2 separate regions of the Gossypium hirsutum genome follow, and region 2 is linked to region 1. The links are chromatin contacts, called in public Hi-C maps. All regions are on one chromosome and are shown on one strand. The core of a region is the stretch at or near the end of the contact, and the rest is flanking DNA. Distances in the headings are between cores, read along the strand shown. Region 1 holds the start of LOC107889076 (superoxide dismutase [Cu-Zn], chloroplastic). Region 2 holds the start of LOC107889067 (internal alternative NAD(P)H-ubiquinone oxidoreductase A1, mitochondrial).

Region 1 (2,825 bases), core at 295-2,794:
AAGAAAAATAAAACTAAGAAGTAAATAGCCACTACACGTCACTCTTCCCTCTGCAACTTTTGAGGGAAGTTTCCTACTAAAGCAACTGCTAGAATTGCAAGCCAAATAATTACCCTTTCCAAGATCATCCTCAAGCTCATGAACCACAAATGCTCTTCCAACAACCGCATTGGGGCCACTTAGTGGTATCTGCACAAGAGAGTCATAGTTTAGCAACTGAGAAAGTATACTGGATCACATTGAAAAGGGAAATTATTCATGCAGACACATAAGAGAAAATGAATGCACAGAGATTTGCACAGAAAGAAACACGAGTTATTGAACATCACCTGATTGTCCACAATTGTTGCCTCTGCCACTCCTGCATTACCAGACATAGGCAATGAATAAAGTTAATTGGTGCATAGACAAATTTAAAATAGGAAAAAAAAAATTAAGAATGTATTACCATCAGCATTAGCAATTATGTTTCCCAGGTCACCCGCATGGCGTACTTCATCCTCAGGAGCACCATGTGTCATATTGTTAGGATTGAAATGTGCTCCTGTCATTTAAAAATTTTAAAATAAAGAACTTATACATACATGACCTAAATCGCAATAAGAACGCACATCATTTGATTCAAACGCACTAAGTTATACCTGTAGACATGCACCCATTCGTTGTGTCACCATACTCATGCTACACAAGAAACGAAAAGGAAGATTAAAATCATATTGTTCGGAGAACTTTTATGCGCTCAAATCCACTAACAACAAGCAGCTAAGCCGAAAACACTCACTAGGTGGAAGCCATGAGGCCCAGGAGTAAGACCAGTAATTCGAACATTCACAGTTGTAGGACCTATTCATCCACAGAACAAATAAGCATTCCCAGATGATACAAAATTTGATTGCCAAAAAGATAAGAGAACTACAAGCTAACATTTTTTCATTTAGTTTCCATGTTAAACAGCAAAGAAAGAACATGTTAAGTACAGTTCCACAATGACTTTATTTCCTTAAATATGTTCTGGGCATCAAAATTCAAAAATTAATACACCCTAATTGTACAAGATTCAATCAAATCTTAAAGTATCAAACTTGGAATTGAATTCGTCAATAAGAAAAACCCCAAACAGCAAAATGTACCCATTTCATTTCTTTGGCTTCTTATCCTTCTAAAACAAACAAGGAAATCCCAAAGAATCAAAATTTCCCCACTAGAAGAAAAAAAAACCCAAATCACAAAATGCATTAGAAAGTAAATAAAATGATGAAAAGAGGGGGGCAAAAACACGGACCATCATTTTCCTGGGTCAACGTGACAACGCCTTCAACTTCCGAATTACCTTTAAGAACAGCGACAGCTTTCTTGGTAACAGCAAACACAGAAAAGGGCTTCTTGGGAATAGTAGCAGCAAGGGAGAGGGATTGACGAGGGAGCTTAAGAGAGACCCCACGAAATGAGGAGAGAAGAACCGGTGGGTTTGAAGGGTTAGTTGAGGATGGAAAAGAGAGAGCGAGGTGGGACGGGGTTGTCGTGAAAATATGGGCAGCCATTGCTGCTATTGCCGCAGCTTTGCAGTTTGTGAGGGAGTGAAAGTGAGGATTTTGAGGGGGATAACGTGAGCCAAGGATGTGGTGGCTGCTTTTGCTCGTGAGATATAGCTAAGACTGTACAGTGCTGGGTTTATATCTGTCTGGATCTGCTATGATCCGGTCCGTGGATGCTGCTCGAAGTTGAGGAACCGCACCGGTTCAAAAACTACTAAAATGTTGGGATAAACTAATATTTAGCCCTTGAATTTAATAATTTTTATTCACTTTAGTTTTAAAATTTAAGAAATTTATCAATTTTGATCCATGTGATGTAGTAACACTTATCACCTATAAAAATTAATTGATGGAGCAACACAATATTAAAGTACCACATCATCGTGAAGATCAAAATTAGGTAAACTTATTGAGATTAAAGACTAAATGTTGACTTTAAAATCCTATAATTTCACCCTTTTTTAGTTGATTCTTTGTAGTTTTACCTTTTAGTCTTGGGCAAACTTGTTACTTTGTTTTTATTATTATTATTTTTTTTTTGGGGGGGGGGTTGGGGTTAAATGAATGAAAATTCATTCCCCACTCAAGCTCAAAAGTCTCATCTTATGTACAAAAGGCCCAAAACCAACAATCAATCAATCCGACTTATAGAAGTTAAAAATATCAGATTGAAGTAATCCAAAGCATCAACAAAATGCCACACAAAAATACACAAGCGAAAAGAAAATAGAAATAGTATAAATCAAATATCAATGGCAGGACATGTTAGGGTTAACGAGAATTTCCAAAAATTTTCAGAGAATTAATCAAAATTTTCAAATTTTAAGGATTCAATTAGAATTTTCAAAAACATTAAAGGGCTTAATAAATTTTTTAGGGGCTCAAGGTCCTTCCTAGCACCCATCACGTTCCGCCATTGTAGAAAATGATTATACAGTTATTCTATCATCGAAAAGTAATGATTTTGAAATTAAAAAATGCATTAAATGAAAAAAATATGATTTTTTAATAAAATTTATTTTATAAATAAAATGTGAAATTGATAGCAACAGAAAATTTTAATAAAAATATTTTATTTTATTATTAATAATTTAATTTTAACATAAACTAATAAAGATTCAACATGATTAAATAATTCAATAAAATAAATAATACAAAATGTAGAATTTAATTCAACAATATAAATAGTATATATAAATTCGAAAAAAAATTAGAGTTTAGGAAGAAGTAAAATTTGGAGGAAATAAAATTTTATTTGAGGAAAGTAAAAGGTTCGAGGGGGTTAGGAGA
Region 2 (2,768 bases), core at 218-2,717, 240 kb after region 1:
CCCAATAGAGGTGGTGCCCTTATTCTTACCTCCTTTCCATTCAAACTTTGTTAAAATTTCACTATTAAATATGGTTTCCAAATTTAAACTCATAATCTAATCTAACTCCGCCACTATTTTTGTGTGGGTTTCCTTGCTTCATAACCAACCTTGGATAAGAGGAGCTGATAGGGTCGGAAATTTCTTTTATTTAGTTCTCTATATAATTTATAAAATTTTAAATTAGTAATAATAAAAGTGTACTTTAACCCTTCAAAAATGATAAAAATTTAATTTAATCCTTTGAAAGTTATAAAAACATAGACTATTAAAATGATAAAATTACATGTTTACTATTATAAAAATATATAATTTAATTTTGTCCCAAAAAAATTTCCTATCTTCACCCCTACTTGAAAATTTAGGGAGTTGTTCAATAGTATTCATCATCTGATTTTGATGTTTGGGAAGGTGTGGAGAGGCAGACCGTTTAAAGGGCCTAGAAATCCTTGGTTCCAAAATTTTTTAAGAAATTATGATTTTTTTTTAAATTTTTAGAAAATTTCAATTAGATTTTTTTAAATATTTAAAAATTCTCATTATAGGTTTTAATTTTTTTTTAAAAATTAATTAAACTCACTTAAAATATTTAAAAATTTTCATTAATCTCAAAAAAATTTAAAATTTTTAATTAGAACCACAATTGTTTTAAAAAAAATTCTAATGAACTCTTTTTTTTTTTTAATTTTTAGGTTCCAAAAATTAATCTTAGGATGGTGTGCTTTGTTCATGTCCTTCGTAAGACTAATTCTTTTGTGTATGCTCTAACAAATGCTGGTATGGGTAGAGATATGATGTTTATGGCCTAGTGGCAATGCATTTATCTTTTTGGAATAAAAGAAAAATATTTAGTAGTCATATAATTTTTAAAAAATATATATATGCTATAATTAATATGAATTTAACAATAATAAAAAATTTAACTGTATTAACAACTGAATCTAAATATTGGAATCTAAATAGTAAAAAAACTATTTTAAAAAATAAAAGTATAAACACTAAATTCTAAATTTTTTTAAAAATATATAAGAATAAAAAATTTGATAAAATGGTAAAAAAATAAATTTAATAGTTAAAAACGATGAAAAAAAAACATTAAGGTAAAAAAAATTAAAACAAATAGAATACATATTATTTAGTAACCAATTATAATTAAATAATAAGTTAATTAAAGTGGTTATTGTCCGGTTTAACTTCGGTTACAATTTCTGGATCACTAATCTGATTATTGTCCAGTTTTTTATTCATCAAAAACTGCAGTCATCTCATCGCTCCCAATATAATTATCTTATTAATTCGCATGAATGCATTTATTCTTACAAAATTCAGTAATAAAATTTTGCCTTTTTGTAAGATAAGTTTAGCCAATTGACACGTGGCACAAACCCATCACATTAGTAAATCCTATTTTTGTGGAACAAAAATCTTACTCAAAATTCTGAGACTCATAAATTCCGCAGAAAATCTGAAATATATCCACAATCTTTGGACCTTGAAAAACCCATCTTTAATGCCCCCAACAAATCTTTTTAACATTTTTAAAGAAAATGAAATTATGAAACAGTGATAATCAATCAGCCATGTTTTGGTGTAGGAATTTCATCAAAATCTCGACAGCTACCAAAGCTAAGAGCCCCATCACCACTAACCTTATACTAACTTCTTTATCCCATTTCAGCACCGCCAACCAACCCCCAGTTGCGGCTCAACCTTCAGGTCTTGGACCCACCAAAGCAGATGAGAAACCAAGGGTGGTAGTGTTAGGCTCAGGTTGGGCAGGTTCCAGGCTAATGAAAGGCTTGGACCCCAAGCTGTATGACATCGTTTGCGTTTCACCTAGGAATCATATGGTGTTTACTCCCCTCTTGGCTTCCACTTGTGTTGGGACTCTCGAGTTCAGGTCCGTCGCTGAACCCATTTCCAGGATTCAACCCTCCATTTCTTCAGCACCTGGCTCCTATTTTTTTCTTGCTAATTGTACAGCTGTCAACACTGAGAACCATGAGGTATGTGAAACAAAATGTTGCCTTTTATTGGGTTAAAATAGTTCCTATTCCCTTTTACTGGAAGTGGGATTGTATTTGAGTCGAGCTGAGCTCTAACAACGAGGAGTTCAAACTCAAAACTCAAGTCAAGCTTGATTAGATATCATTATAGATGCTTAAGCTTGACTCAAAGTAAAATGTACTATTTAAGCTTGACTTAATTAGGTTTGTCTACATAATTTATAAACTCAACCTCAAGTGTAAACTTTTTTCATATATAATTTTTTTAATGGTAAAATAACAAATTTAAACTTTGGTTCTAAGTGTATACATGTAAACAATAAAATAATAGTTTAACATTAAAGATAAATCATAAACATATAAAAAAAACTCCATTAAGCTCGCAAGTTGCTCAAATCTAATATTAGCTTACTTAAACTCAACTTGTTCAATAGCTTATATGCTTTAAAAATTGCCGAATCAAATTCAAATATTTTTCGAGTAAGACTCAATTAACTTATGAACATAAACATCTCATTTATGCCCTAATTGGAAGATTGAAATGGGAAAATATTGACTTTGAAATGAAGAATTGAATTTGATGACTTGAAATTTTAAGATACCGTTATGAGTTGAACCATATATAATTTAGTTCATTTTTACAGACAATTATTTGAGAATAGTATTGTGACAATATATTTTATATATGAGCGGATCTTATTCCAAGATATTGATGGCAGCATC

The links. A called contact is a pair of places that touch in the nucleus more often than the background predicts.
Region 2: a contact with region 1 is called in a Hi-C map of leaf, with 1.6 times the contacts expected there. The contact joins the promoter of LOC107889067 here to the promoter of LOC107889076 in region 1. A contact is called at or near these places in 3 of 34 Hi-C or Micro-C datasets (all in leaf).

What each region holds. Positions count from the first base shown.
Region 1 is chrA09:63,673,091-63,675,915 of Gossypium_hirsutum_v2.1, forward strand. It overlaps LOC107889076 (superoxide dismutase [Cu-Zn], chloroplastic), which reads right to left and starts at 1,545. Exons shown (of 8, transcript NM_001326757.1): 1 at 1,283-1,545; 2 at 782-843; 3 at 642-681; 4 at 449-544; 5 at 330-361; 6 at 114-189. The coding sequence starts at 1,541.
Region 2 is chrA09:63,916,010-63,918,777 of Gossypium_hirsutum_v2.1, forward strand. LOC107889067 (internal alternative NAD(P)H-ubiquinone oxidoreductase A1, mitochondrial) reads left to right here and starts at 1,468. Exons shown (of 8, transcript XM_016813367.2): 1 at 1,468-2,045. The coding sequence starts at 1,620.